Linked DNA regions of Anas platyrhynchos: region 1 is linked to region 2. Evidence: chromatin contacts called from public Hi-C data. All regions are on one chromosome and are shown on one strand. Each heading gives the region's core, a stretch centred on a gene start, on an enhancer-like site or on the middle of the called end of the contact. The rest is flanking DNA. Distances are from core to core; before and after follow the strand shown.

The links. Hi-C and Micro-C count contacts between places; a contact is called where the count stands out from the background.
Region 1: a Hi-C map of F5 follicle shows a contact between it and region 2, with 3 times the contacts expected there. The contact joins two enhancer-like sites. A contact is called at or near these places in 2 of 8 Hi-C or Micro-C datasets (F1 follicle and F5 follicle).

What each region holds. Positions count from the first base shown.
Region 1 is chr8:38,759,994-38,766,699 of IASCAAS_PekinDuck_T2T, reverse strand. No RefSeq gene overlaps it. Among named protein-coding and RNA genes, the nearest start is that of PTGER3, 17 kb to the left of the region's middle. Within about 2 kb of position 2,394, at least 5 of the 8 cell types and tissues checked have an H3K27ac peak or open chromatin away from gene starts, as enhancers often do. A contact at or near this core is called in F5 follicle, where this site is marked.
Region 2 is chr8:38,714,543-38,721,854 of IASCAAS_PekinDuck_T2T, reverse strand. CTH (cystathionine gamma-lyase) reads right to left here. Exons shown (of 12, transcript XM_027463185.3): 4 at 5,500-5,609; 5 at 4,789-4,920; 6 at 2,614-2,671; 7 at 1,601-1,678; 8 at 1,146-1,298; 9 at 786-907. Among named protein-coding and RNA genes, the nearest start is that of CTH, 8.0 kb to the right of the region's middle. Within about 2 kb of position 2,089, at least 1 of the 8 cell types and tissues checked has an H3K27ac peak or open chromatin away from gene starts, as enhancers often do. A contact at or near this core is called in F5 follicle, where this site is marked.

The sequences.
Region 1 (6,706 bases), core at 1,145-3,644, 45 kb before region 2:
ATGCCAAAGCAATAAAAGCATTTTACCAGAAAAAGGTGGCAGCTCACAACCAGCAGGCAGCAGGTGCTGTACTCTGCCCATGCAGCGTGCCCAGCTCCTGCATGCCCAAAATTCGCCCGTCCCCAACACTACTTTCATCAAACCCGAAAATGTGCTTGGTGCTCAAACCTGCTTCCAAACCACCACAAACACCAGCGCCGGGTATCTCTAAGCCAAACACTTCCAAGCTCTCTGTCTGAGTGTTTCCATCCCTGTTGGAAGGGATGCAGGGCAGTTTCCCATTGCTGTCGGTACCTGAGCTTCTTGTGGGGCTCTGCTAGAGACGGTCAGGCTGCTGGGGTGCGAAATGGCTTGGAGCTGTTTGGCATGAGGCAGGAACGGGACGGTGAGCAGTCAGATTTCACAGATTTCTTGTTTACGTGAAATGTTGGGAGACAAGTCTGTGCAGGTACATTGGGAACAGATCGTTCTCAAAAGGTCCAAGAAGCACCGAACACCAAGGGGGGGGCCAGGTGAGGCAGCACACGGTTTGCACTGAAGGGACACAGCGCTGCATGCGTGGGCACACACCCAGCATGCGCCCAGAGAGCTCGGGGCTCACCCCAGCCCCTCATCGCTGCTGGTCCCCGGCAGCATCGCCCCCAGCACAGAGCTGTCTCGGAGGGCACCAACACTGATGCTCACGGGGTATGCATGGGGATTCAGCCCTCACTTTGCTCCTCTGCAGAACATAAAAGAACCACTTTGAATATAAAATATGTTAAATATGTTCAAATGCATTTTACTAAAGACAATGTGTTTATATTTGGGGCTGCTTTGTTTTGGCAATAAATCGTATCAAAGGATAGAAGCCCCAGTTATTATGACTTTCTTTAAACACATTGTTTAACAAACCTTGTCCACCCTTCAACACGCAGGCTATTTGCATAGAGCGGAGCCACGGTTACTACACGCACAAATAATTTCAGCATTTATAAAGGCTCGCAGCCCTGCAGATGAAAGGAAATACACACCCCATTCTGGAGTGACTTTATGGAGTGAAGCATTAATTCCCAGCAGTTCTGCAGTTTATATGACAGGTTGGAGTCAGCTGGATTTTTGCCTGATGTGTTTGCAATTCACTGGCTCTGGATGTGAACAACCTTTAAAGTGCAGAGACAAAAACTTGCCCGGGAACCCTTTGCCCACATTTGGGCATCATTTTTTCCCACCCTGACAATTTAGGAGCAGGTCACCGCCCGATGCCATCCCCGTGCCGCCGTGCCACAAGCCGGTGCCTCCAGCCCTGCCGGGAAAGGTCCCTGCCAGGATACCGGGGCCAGCCGCTGCTGAGGAGGTCCCAGCAGCCCAGGAGAGCGGTGCCACCACCGAGATCGTGGCTGGTGCTGGGGCAGGGCATGCATTCAGAGGCTTGGATGCTGCAGCTGCACAGCACTGCCCACCCCGGGCACCACGGCTGGCAGGGCTGGGGCTGCCTTGGACCAGCTCCAAGATGTCCCCATCACTCTGCTCCATCCCAGTGCTCTGCTCCTTGCCAGTATCCATGCGGAGCTGCATCTTTCAGCTCAGGTGTCAGTCTAAATTTGGAACTATTGAAACTTGACCACTGCATTATAAGGAGCCTTTGAAATACCAGCATCTCTTATGCTTTTATATCACAAAGGCAAGGAAACGCCAGCTCTCTGCAGGGCACCTCATTTAGCCCATTAAAATGCAGAGGCTCAAGGCTAAAACCAGACAGTTTCAAATTACCAGTGGTGTGCTGTGTGCTCACAGCACTGAATGTGGCCTGAAACAAAACCACAGGACATTGGTGGTGTCTCTCCATCTCCTGGCGTCGTCAGATCCCAGCCTGACTCTTCCTCAGGCTGCACCAGGACAGCTGGAACCTCTGCTGATGTGTTTGCCCACCAGGCCCTGGCACCCAACCTCCCGTTTGTCCTTCCTTGTCTCCAAAAGCTGTTAATTTTTGTCTTAAATCTGTGTTGTTGCTGTGCATCTAATGAACATGGGCAGAGCTGGTCATTTACAGGAATGGTCTGTGGCAAAACACTCTGGAAACAAATGGTTTAGCATCGGAATAATCAGGTTTCCCCCCTTGCCTTCCCTTTCATGCTGCTGCTCCTGAGTTTTTAACTGAGGAGGAAGCGGTGCTGGGAGCAGGCACGGCCAATTTCCCTTCTCCAGAACGGGAACGGGGCCTTCTGCAGGCAGCCCCGTGCTCCACGAGCTCCTGAACCAGCAGAGGAGGAGAGAGCCGGATTGCTTCAAAAGGGACCGCGGCAAATTCTGACTCGAGCCTTTCGGTGATAACGAGTTATCCACGCTGTAATAACAAAGCGGGCCCTGCTCCGACGAGGAGTGTTGTTTTCAGCAGGCTCAGCATGGGTTGGACACACTCCGTGCTGTAAGCAGTGCCGGCCGGCGATGTGATAAGAGCAGTGATAAAGTCTGGGGGGTTAACTCCAGGGACGTTCGCATTGTGAAGGGCAGGAACGTGTTTTCCTTCTTGTCCTCGGCAAGGACGCTGTGCCCGGCCATCACTCCTGCCCCAGCCCCCAGGGACGCTGCTCCTGCTGCCCGACAGCTCGCTGCCAGCCAGCCCCCGGAGGCCGCCTCGGTCTGCAGAGGTGCCCAGCAGCCGACCGCGAGGTCTGCGCGGACAGAAGCTCTCCCAGCTCCATCAGAAACCAATGGACCTTTGTCTGTCTGCAGTGTGAAAGGATTTCACCCGTGGCAAAATCCATTCCTAATTTTTAAACAGCTGTTCCACATACACGGATCAGGAGTTTAATAAAGATAACATTGCGGTCACCTTAAGGAAGTTTAATAAACTGAGTGTTATTGATTATCTTTCTTACTAAATACACACCCAGTTCTACCGTATGTCATGCTGATACCGTACAATTAAAGCCTACATTTGGTACAGGACAGCAACCAGGATATCACAACGGCACAGCCCCTGACAGTGTTCTCTGCCACCTTCCCCGGCGTGACTACAGAGGCCGAGGACAGCAACACAGCCGATTTTGCTGCCTGCTGTGGAGCACAAACCCCAAAATGCAGAGAAGGCACAAAAGCTCTGCAGGCTGGCACCCCCCAGTGTGCCCCTCGCGACCCCGGCCCCTCGGCTGTGTGCCACGTGTTGGTGCCTTTGCTCAGCGCTGGCCCAGAAGGCTCCTTCCAGATGGCACCAAACCTCCCTGCTCCAGCACACGGTGGTGTGATGTGCTGACTGTGGGGGCCGTGGGAGGCCGGGGACACAGCCACCTCATGTCACCAGGGCATCTCTGCAGCCCTCCAAGCCCTGATTCTCCCCCAACAGCCAGACTTGGCATCCATGCTGAGATCCGGATAGCGCAGTGTTCATCGCCGTGTCTCCAACCTACACAAATGCAAGTCCCCTTCGCTGATGCCATGGATATCTTTCAGCATCTAATAAAGCGCTCACCCAGAGGTTATTCTGGTCAGTCCTGCAGAATTAAGTTATGGATGAGTCATTCCTAGCAAAGAAAAGGAAAAGATAAGCTCTGAGCAGCCAAGCAAGCGTGCAGCCGGGGCGTTTATCTCTACGTTACACTGCCAGTAGCCCACAGAAGGCATGCCGTAGCTTGTAAAGCATGTGTACGTGTGCCTCTGGAGGAGGGAAAACATCCCAAACCACCACCTGGATGCCGATGTGCAGCATCGATGTGCTGTGGTGCTGGGTGGGCGCTGGGCACCCCTCCTGCTCACAGCTGCTTGCCGCTTTGGCAAGGAGCCCACCGAGGGCACAGGTGGCTTTGGACATGAGTGCTTGGATGCACCATTTGCAGAGTGTTTGCTCACTGGTGTAAACCTCTTTGTTGTTATTTTGGTGGTTTGATCAGAAATCTACACTTCAGTGATCATCAGACAGCTCTGTAAGTCACCCCGTGTTCTTCATGGGGCTTTGCCACAGGACGTGCTGAAACCCCTCATGCCCTGGCAAGGCCCTGGGCTGCTGCGTTCCCCGGGGGTCCCCCAGCCTCCTGCCACCACCCAGCAATGGGCACAGGAGCTGCCAAGTCCAGCCCCAGAATCTGTGGCTGGTTTCTAAGAAATCAGGACTCAAGATTTGGGCTTCTTGCTGATGTCTAATGGCCCATAGGAACGTCCTAAACGTTGCTGCCTTTGGCTCCTGTGCTGTGTGTGTGGCAGGAGGCACATGCCAGCATCCAGCAGAGTGCCAGAGGCCAGGTGTCCATCGCCCACCCAGCGCCAGCCATCCCCCTGTGAGGGGGCTTCATGGTACCCCTCACCCAGGTCAGGCTCCATGGCTTCCTCCATCAGGGGAAGGCAAAAACCAAAATATGTTCCGTGCCAGCAGCTGGGCACAATCGCTTTTCCTCTTCCTATTTTCCTCTCATGCTTTTAAAACCTGGTTACAAAACCACCATGGAGGGGTTTGGCCCCACTCCCCTTTCTCTTCCCCAGGTATTGACCTAGCAGAATTATCTAATGTCCTGGAAATGGATTAGTATTGCAGCTATGTCAATAAATTAGCTTGATTACGGTAACAATGCCAAAGTTAATAATTCAGCTGGCATTTTGCTGGACTACTCAGTCATCGCCTGCTATTGATTGGTTTTACACAGACAGTTCTTGCGAGTAAACCCAGCGCGTGGGTCACAGCTGTGCCGTTTGCCTGCCAGCGGGTTTGGAAATGTGGGAACTGCTGCAGGGGCACACCAGCAGGGCTTGGTTTGTGGGTCTGGGCCGTGCCTGGGGAAGCAGAGCCTCGCAGGGCCGCCTTGCACTTGCATTTCCAAGTGACTGCAACAGGGTGGGAATGAAAGAGTAGGAGGAAGCCTGGGGGAGGAGAAGAACAAAGCTCTCAGTGGAACATTTGACCCAAAAACATTTCAGGAAAAGCTGGTGACATCAGGTCCCCAGGCTCTGAGCGGCTGTGGGAAGCGATCTGGGGCTGTGGCAATGCCTTCTGGTGATTGCTGACAATCTCCGAGGCACGTCTGTCCACTGCCGCTGCCTCCTCCGTGAGCAGGCGGGTCGGCGGCCTTCTGCTGTCACCACACGAGGTGTGAGCGAAGCACAGGGTACAAGGTGGACCAGATGACCTTGGAGGTCTTTTCCAACCTTAATGATTCTGTGTGACAGGGTACAGGGACGCAGTCTGGCCCCACAGGACCCCAGAGGACGACCACTGGTGTGTCCGGCACCTGTGGCAGGCCAGGAGCCTTCTCGGCTCCAAACGCCTCAGAGGGGATCACGCGGCCTCTGCTCCTTGCAGACAAAGCAAACATTTAGACATGCTGGGCCGTCCCATTGCCCTCCTCTTTCCTTAAACAACTGGGGCAAGCGATATCCCACAAAACACAAGCCATTAACCCAAGCGGGAGGGCTGTTGTGCAAGCTGACCTCTGGGCCTCCTGCCGCAGCCACAGGCGCGTGGTGCTGCCCGGGCAGGGTGGCGAAGGGCGGCCAGAGGACGGGGGCGACGTGCGAGGCACAGCTGGGCCATCCCCACGGGACACTTGCCATGTGCCAGCCCAGTGCCGGCAGTGCCCAAATTGTGCTCGTGACACCAGCAGGGCATCGGGCCCAGGCCCAGGAGCCTCCTTGGTGCTGACGGTCACTGCCTGAAGCCTTACAAGCTGATTCTGCCGGTCACTCAGGTGGCACAGGTGACACAGGAGAAGGTGAGGACGTGTCAGGAAGGGCAGACACAACACGGTTAGAGGAACAACCTCTGTACATTTTTCATCGATGACTCTTGGCCGTTGGCAAGGCTTGTTTTTACATTTCATTTGTTTGTCAGCAATCCTTTTCCTTTGGAACGCAATGTTACTTTGGCAGTGCTCCTCCGAGGGATCTCTGCTGGAATACTGAAAACATTTCACAACAGAGACTGGCAGCCTCAGTGAAACGCTGCTTGTGTAACAGAAAGGGCGATTATTAATTACCACCCCACGTGAGACCTATGGGAGGTACTGGCAGGGCTTTACTCCTCCTCAAGTGTTTGCACCAGGGCTTGGGAGCCAGGAGGAGCAGGCGAGCTGAGCTCAGCCCTGTGCCTGGCAGGGGGATGTCTCCACCGTGTCCCCCCGTGCCGAGCTGGGGCAGGGGCTCAGCTGGGCAGTGGGCACGCAGGGCCAGACAGTGCCATGCCAGCCAGAAATACTGCTGTGCTCAGTGGCCATGCCCAACAGCTGTAACACAACAGGGTTTGGCCCCCTGATGCTTTTTTTTTCCCCATTTTTTTCCCGTTATAAAGTGTTCTCCTTCCTAGAAAGCAATGCTTCATGGTAGAGAGGAAAATACATCAATTACAAAAGCATTAACAGGGAAGGAAGTTTCTGTGTAGCTCAGATAGGCACCGAAATTTCAGATCTGTGTTTAAACACTGAGTAGGTGACAGCTCAGCCTATGTAACTGGCCAAAAAAAGCAACCCAGTAGGCACTTGAAGGAAACAGAAAGTGGCACCGTCCATCAAATAGTGCCAGGAGGGTGGGGAGCGGTGGGCCCAACGTGTGAGTTATCCATATGGCCGAGTGGGTGCAGCGAGTGTGCAGCCATCTCACCAGGCCAGCCCCATGCAGGACATCTCTGCTGTGTGCTGGACTCCCCCAGCACAGAGCACGTCTCTGGGCCACGAGCAGGAGGCAGTTCTGAGGAAGCAATACTCCCCATTTCCATCCCTGCTCTTTTTTCCCCCCAACTGTGAAA
Region 2 (7,312 bases), core at 840-3,339:
TCTGCAATGTAATTCATGGTGCTTGTTGCCAAAGCTGGGTGATTTCATGCACCAGGACCACTCAGGCAAAAGAATATTTTGTGGGAAAATTGTAGTTTTAGTATATCCATTTTCAGCTGACGATATTAACTGGTAAAGCAGACAGAAGTTCCATTTCATCTTGTCAATTATTACTGATTTGTTTTTCCAGGAGCAAAACAAAAAAAGTGCAAGAGCGGGAGGCACACTAACCAGAGACACAGAGTAGGAAACACATGAAAGCATACAGGCAGAACTAGTGTATTACAAAGACAAAAGCAAAATTCCTACGGTTCAGGTAAAATAAACAACTATTTTCCAAATTGAGGAACTCCCTCTTTGCTTCACGATCCATGTCATTTCTCAATGGCTTTTTCTCTTGACAAGTACTTTGAAATATTACAGCAGTATTACACCAGCCACAGCTTCTCTGCTTTCAAATACTAGGGGTAATTGCAAAAGGCTGGTATGTCAGCTCTTTGTGAGGAGCAATGCCTGGGCTAACCTGGAAATGCTACATCATTCCGTGTAAACAGACACCTCAAATGAGCTGAAGCACCCTTTTCTTCCCTCTCATTAGTGTCGCATTTATGCATAATCTATTATTTAGAGATGGTTACACCCAAAAGAAATTAGGAGCTTTAAAAGTACAGAGGAAGACTCCCTGCCCCAACAGAAAAGGCTCCCTGCCCCACTTGCTTCCATCATCGCACTCAGAGAGACAGATTCAATTCCCCTTAGGGCAGAGTATATTTACTGTCATTTACCTTTAAATTGTTGAGAAAGGCAGTAGCGTGTTCAAGATTTCCTTTAATGTAAAAGGTTATCATCCCAGGACAGCCAGTGCACTGCCGCTTGATCAGCTCATGCTGAGGGTGTGAAGGCAATCCTGAAATTTGTAGGAATTGCTGTAAGTTATTTCACATCACTTCAAAGAGTAAAGCAGCTCCCCCTGAACTACATAAAAACATCCTTCAGCTGGAAAGGAATGCAAGGGCCATTGCCAAGGCAGACACCTAACTGAGAGTCATCAGACGTGAGGAGTGTGCAAGCGACACGTACTATTGCAGTACCCACGTCCAGCCCCACGCCAGGACGCCACCCGCTCTGAAGCCTTGCCAACCTACCAGGGAAAATGACTTTCTCCACCCGGGAATCTGACTCAAGAAACCGAGCAACAGCTAGGGCATTGTGGAAATGTTGATTCATCCGGATCTTCAGTGTCTTCAAACCACGGTTGCACAGGTAACAGTCAAAAGGAGACGGGACAGCTCCAAGAGCTGCAGAAATTGAAACACAAAGTTACACATGAAAAAAAGAGGGCTTTATTTTTCAGTAAAACGAAATGCCGTCCTAATTTCCTAAATTTCTTCCACAGAAGAACAAGACACGTAACCACAGGTGCTGTTCGTGGGAGAAATGTGAGCTGCCCTGCACCTGCTGCTTTCTGTGTGTGCCATATCTCCTGCCCTGCTGCATGACACACAGAGCACGTACTTGCGTGCATGCACCATGCTTCCTCCTATGAGCCAGTATATTCAATTACATAGATTTTAAGGTATTTCCTATATTGACTACTTACAGTTTTGTAAGAATTTGAGCCTTTCGTAGAGGTCGTCACAGTTCACTGAAACAAGCCCCATTACAACATCGCTGTGCCCTAAAAATGCAAGGAGAACGTAAGAACAAAGTTATCTGCTCCAGGGTTCTGTCACAAACCCCCTCTTTTTCTCAGCCTCAGTGCTAAAAGAGCCCCATTTTGGCAAGGCCCTTGATTCCTTCTCATTACCACAGCTGTCCGTCCATTACCACAGTTGCACCCTCACATGAATCATAGGCAGATTTGTTTTTTCTGAGGCTCACCTTGGCGGTGTGCTTTGCTGCACGCTGCCCTTATGCCCCCAGGTGCCTACCAAACCCGCTGCAGCTAGCTGCAAGAAAGCAGGACTTTGTACAGACATCGCTGAGCTCCTGTGGGGCAGCAGCAGCCGCCTGCTGTTTAACGAGAGCAAACCCCAGCCAGAATGCTTCCACTTTTATCTGCACCACAAGCGGACGTGTGGTTACAGCGCAGCCACCGCAGCCGAGCTACCTCTTAGTCTGGATTGTCTGGGAAGTGAACGTGCTTTTGAACAGGCTCCAGCACTGCCATATAAACTCCCTTGAACTTCGATATAATTTCCGGCAGCTACCTTGTACAAAGCCTTGCATTTGGTTTTACAGCTGTATGAACATGGCGCATTTCCAAACCCCACTTTTGGCTTTTTCTTGCCCTAGATAGGTCTGTAAGACCAGCTGAACTTGGGGGGAGCCAGAGTTTGAAAAACACAACCTCATCTTGTGGATTTGTTCTCCTCATTAAGGCCAACCATCTGGGCATGATCACAGTGCAAACCGTGTTTGCACAACATCACTCGCCGGTGCCATTAGCAGCAAGTTGGCAATAGCTATGTGCAGATTTATCAGTAGCAAAAGGAGTTTAAAAGCTTCCATCACACATGGAAGAGGTTCAAGAGGTGAATGCAGAAAGGCTCAACAGTAGCTGGAACAGCTTTTAAATAACCAGCCTGAGTCGTGTTGAATTCCAGTACCTACCGTTCATGTACTTGGTTGCAGAATACATGCAAATATCAGCCCCCAGGGACAATGGACGCTAAAACGATATGAAAATAATAGGTCTGATTAAACTTATTTTTGCCCTCTGGTTCATTTCAAGCTATCCAGAAACACTGTGATCAAACACAGAAAGTAACACTAGAAAGAGAAACTAAGAGAAAAACACAGAAATCCTAACACAAAAGACAAAAGCTGAGAATGAAGCAAGACAGAACGTGAGACAGAAAGCAGCAGCACAGGAAGGCACTCAATTCATGGTAAGCACAATAAAAGAACCCATAATAAATAAAACACAATTTGAAAACACTGGTCTAATTCTCACTGGCTTTAGTGAGGGAATAGAGCAATTAGAATGAAGTGAATGCAGCTAACATGCAGCATGTTCACACAGGAAAAAAAATAGTTATATTGCTTAGCTGGGGCAGGGAGAAGTAATGATGTTTAAAGTATATTTCCTTAAAAGAGGAAGGCCTCCACAAAAATTATAACATTTCAGAGTTCTCTGGAGATCAGTATGGGTGATACTGCATTAAAAGAACAACTGAACACCTGCAGAGAGCACAAAGGGGTTGGTTTGCCAAGTCTCTCTTCTCTAAGGCACTCAGCTTTCCTCACAGAAGCCTTTTTAAGGGGAGAGACAAACCAAGATGATGATGGGCAAGAAGTAATGAACAATCTTCTTTCTAAATTAGTCACTAAGTAAAGGACTTTGTGGTATAATATAAACTTATTATAAGGACTGAAGAGTACTAATAAATTAAAGGGTGATAAAGCAAGCAGATTTAGAATAAAAGAACGCTGCTGTCAGCTGAAGCACGTAAGTCTACTCAGGGAACATGGATAATGTGCATTCCCAACGTGCAGCCAAGAGGATGGTAGCATAAACACCAGTGCCTTTTACATTCAATATTACTATACAAACCACTCTAAAATTATGATTTTCTTAGTACAGTGTATCAGCAGGAGTCTGGAGGAGTTTAAAGACATTACCTATTACGCTTACTAGGCCTAATTATTACAACTCACTTTCTCCTAGGAGCAGGCCAATAAAAGATACATTAACTAGCTCACATATCCAGATGCTCAATTTTCTTCTTTCACACACATCTTTCAGAAATAAAATAAAGGTTGAAAAAATCAGAAAGCCTTTGGTATGTGCAAGACAAACTCGAGTGCTGCTCTAGCTAAGCATTAATGCCTTCTAAAAGGCTCTGTTAAGGACACTGAGTTCTCTGTAAATTAACAAAAGCAGACACCTTTCCTTTTGTGCTCCAAAATAAGTTTCTCTTTAGACCTAAAATATAAGGGAATAGGTTGGTCTCCAGGGAAACACACAGGGATATTTCTAGCCCATGTTAAGATGAACAAGACTTTGAAGTTTCTTATCAAGACAGTTTTAGAATTTTAAAAATTGCCTTTACTTCATGTACTCCAGTTATAAAAGCAGAAAAAAATAAATCATAGAATCAAAAAGATGATCGACCTCCATGATCATCTGGTCCAACCATCCCCATTCCAGCAATATTACACACTAAATCGTATCCCTAAATACCACATCCAACCTTTTCTTAAATGAGTTGTCTGAGGTCAAAATTACAATCTTAAGCCACACATTCATCAAAATATTAAAGAAAAATGTAACTTTAATAATCTCAGAGACACAGTCAATATATTTTGCTTATTTTAACTTTTTTCTCCACTTCCTTTTTGGAATACCAGGTGGTATGGTACAGATCATGAACAGCACATATAAAATAACTGGTAGAAAAAGAGCAAAGGTAGAAAACAGTACACTATTTAACAGGTCTGCTATGATTCCCATCAGCTAGATCTAACAAATCTGTGACTTTTGAATGACAGAGAAGCCTTTCTCCCAGTGGCTTAACTTACTTTCTTGATTGCTTAACTGTTTACTTAACCTCTAAGCTATGTTGTTTTTGTCGGTATCAGACTGGTGTATAGCTAGCTATAAAATACTTTGCATGCCATCTTTGCTAATTTAGAGAGGAGCAGAGCATTGGTTCTATTTAGAAGCAGGACAGGCAATTTACAACACACGTATCAAAACCACAGTTTGTTGGCAGTGGCTCCATTTTAAAAATGCATCTTTGAATATACTGAAATAATGCGGTAATTATAAACAAAGGCACTTACCTGGAAATATGCAGACATAAAAGTGTTGTCTACTACCAGAAGAACATCCTTATGCTTATGTACAACATTGGCACAGCCCTGAATATCAATGACCTTCAGCGTGGGGTTTGTGGGTGTTTCAATCCAAACAAGCTGTAGTGATTCAACAATACAAAACATCGGTTTAGAGATACAACAGTGCTGGTACTATCTCTGCTACGTGTATACATGCATAATGCAGTGTGCAAAGCAAACCTTTCCTCTCTTTTATGTATTTTTAAGGGTGTCAGTCTAAAAAACTAGCAATGCATGAATATCCAGGCTTCTCTCTCCACACATAAACACAGGTTACTTTTCTCATCATTTATCATCACCATCTGTATCACTCAGGATAATTTTCTTATCATCAGTTCCACCATCACAAACACTACATCTTTATTTTAAGAAATTAATTTAGAAGTCATAAGGGCTTTTAAACATAACAGGAGCGACTAGCACCATCCCAAAGCATTGCTTATTCATTTTCTTATGACAACTGCTATTCCACTAACCACAGCTCTGGTCTGTGGTGGGGCCGCTGCAGCTGTGCCCCAGCCTCCTCCCACAGAGGCCACCCCGTGCCCTCGCCACTGCCAAAACATTGCCACATACACCCAATCCACCAGTAGCACCAATAACATTATTTAAGAACATTAAGCAAATAAGCTTAGTTTTTTTTTTTCTCTCCCCTACCTTAGTTTCTGGTGTAATTGCAGCTTCCAGCTGTTTCAATTTTGTACAGTCAACAAAAACTACATTTATACCCATCTTCATGGCTACTTGCCTGAAGTACCTGTTTGTACCTTTAAAAAAAGAAAAGGGAGAGAAATGACACAAAGTGAAACAATCTCCCTAACTTTCCTTCACTGACCTCCAGTCTCTTGCATGCATCCACAGAAAATCAGCAGTGTGTGGTTTTGTGCCATACGCTACAAAGGGCTGATTAGTATTATTTTATTTCTGAAGCCTCTAAAGATTGTTGTGTTTTTAAACATAGAAAAAGAAAAGTGGGAATCATGCTGATTATGAAGTACTTTTAACAAATAGTTGCTCATTTTTTTTGTTTGTTTGTTGTTGTTGTTTTTTTTTTGATTGGAAAACAAAACAGAAAATGAAATCCTTTTGCTGGCAACCGAGCAAGCGCTCACAGTCACTAGGTGCTGTTCTTCCAGCTCTTTGGTATGCACAAGCAAGCGCTTGCAGTTTTTACTTCAATTTTCACCGACCCTGGATACAATGACAACTTTATTCGATCTTGTACTTTCAAGGTCTTCCTTCTTTTTAGTAAAAAATTTGGGAGAGGAAGAATCAAGGGGTAGACTCCAGATACTGTGTTGCTTATCATTCTGTTAAGTTAGCATGTAATGAAGAACTTAAAAAATTGATTATTCCTTCCTTTCTGTTCCTTTCTGTTTCCTTTCTTTTGGAAGCCTTTCCCTGGAAAGCTTATAAGAAAAAAAAAATGCTCATTGATCACTAGATATGTAACATATTGACCACCTGGCAACACAGCCTGGATTAAAAATTAATTTGTTAGGTCTTTCTGCCAAGGTTATTCAACATTTATTCACTTCTGCAGAATGTCAGCTGCCATCTTGCCATAAAGGCATAGGACATGCAGGGTTAGATTCTGTCTGAGCACTGTGTGAATGATTTTTATTTTAGAAAATACTTGAATTTCTACAATAAACTATATACTGGCTTCTCTCTTGTGTTGTAGGGAGCTTATTCAAGCACAGGAAATTTTCACATAGGCTGTGAACTCTACAAACACAACCCACAGAAAAGCTGCTTTGTAGTAGTTTTATGTACTTTTAATAACAGCCCACCACACAAAACGTTTGTTGGAAATGAGTGGTTACACTGAAGGAAGCCCTTCTAAAAATTACATCAGTGGCCTAGAATTCAGAGGTGTCAACTTCCTCCAGCTCCTCCTCACGCATCCCAAAACTCAGCATCTCCTAAGCTTATCCCAGCCAATATACTTTCCACCATGGCCCTTGAGAGCTTCTCAGTTTTTTTTTCTGTTCTTCTGACAAACTTGAATACTGGGGACTCACTTGATTTAGCAAGCACAGTACGGCCATCCTAACCAACAAGGCTTTTTACAGTGAAATTCATCACTACAAAACTGCTGTAGGCTGGGCCTTTAATGAACGGGTGAACTGGTTTTGCTGGAAAACTGCACCCATGGGCCTTTTGGGAGTGAGGGACTGATAAAATGCTTTGACCAAATTGCTTTGATTTACTGAGTTCCGCGGTGGGAGAGCTGGAACGAACGGCGCAGACTGCTGAGTAGGGGTTTCTGCTGTCTTCGCTCAGCTTGGTTTCAGGTGTCCTTTGGAGAAGGGCTATCTGGCATGACAGAGCTCAGATAGTAAAATCAAATGTGTGTGTTTCTGTTTGATGTGCACAGGCGTACAGAACTGGCTGGCAAACAGCAGTCACTCCTAGCCGTGAGAAAGGTGGTTACTCTTGCTAGAAAATTTTCAAGCTATTGCTTGGG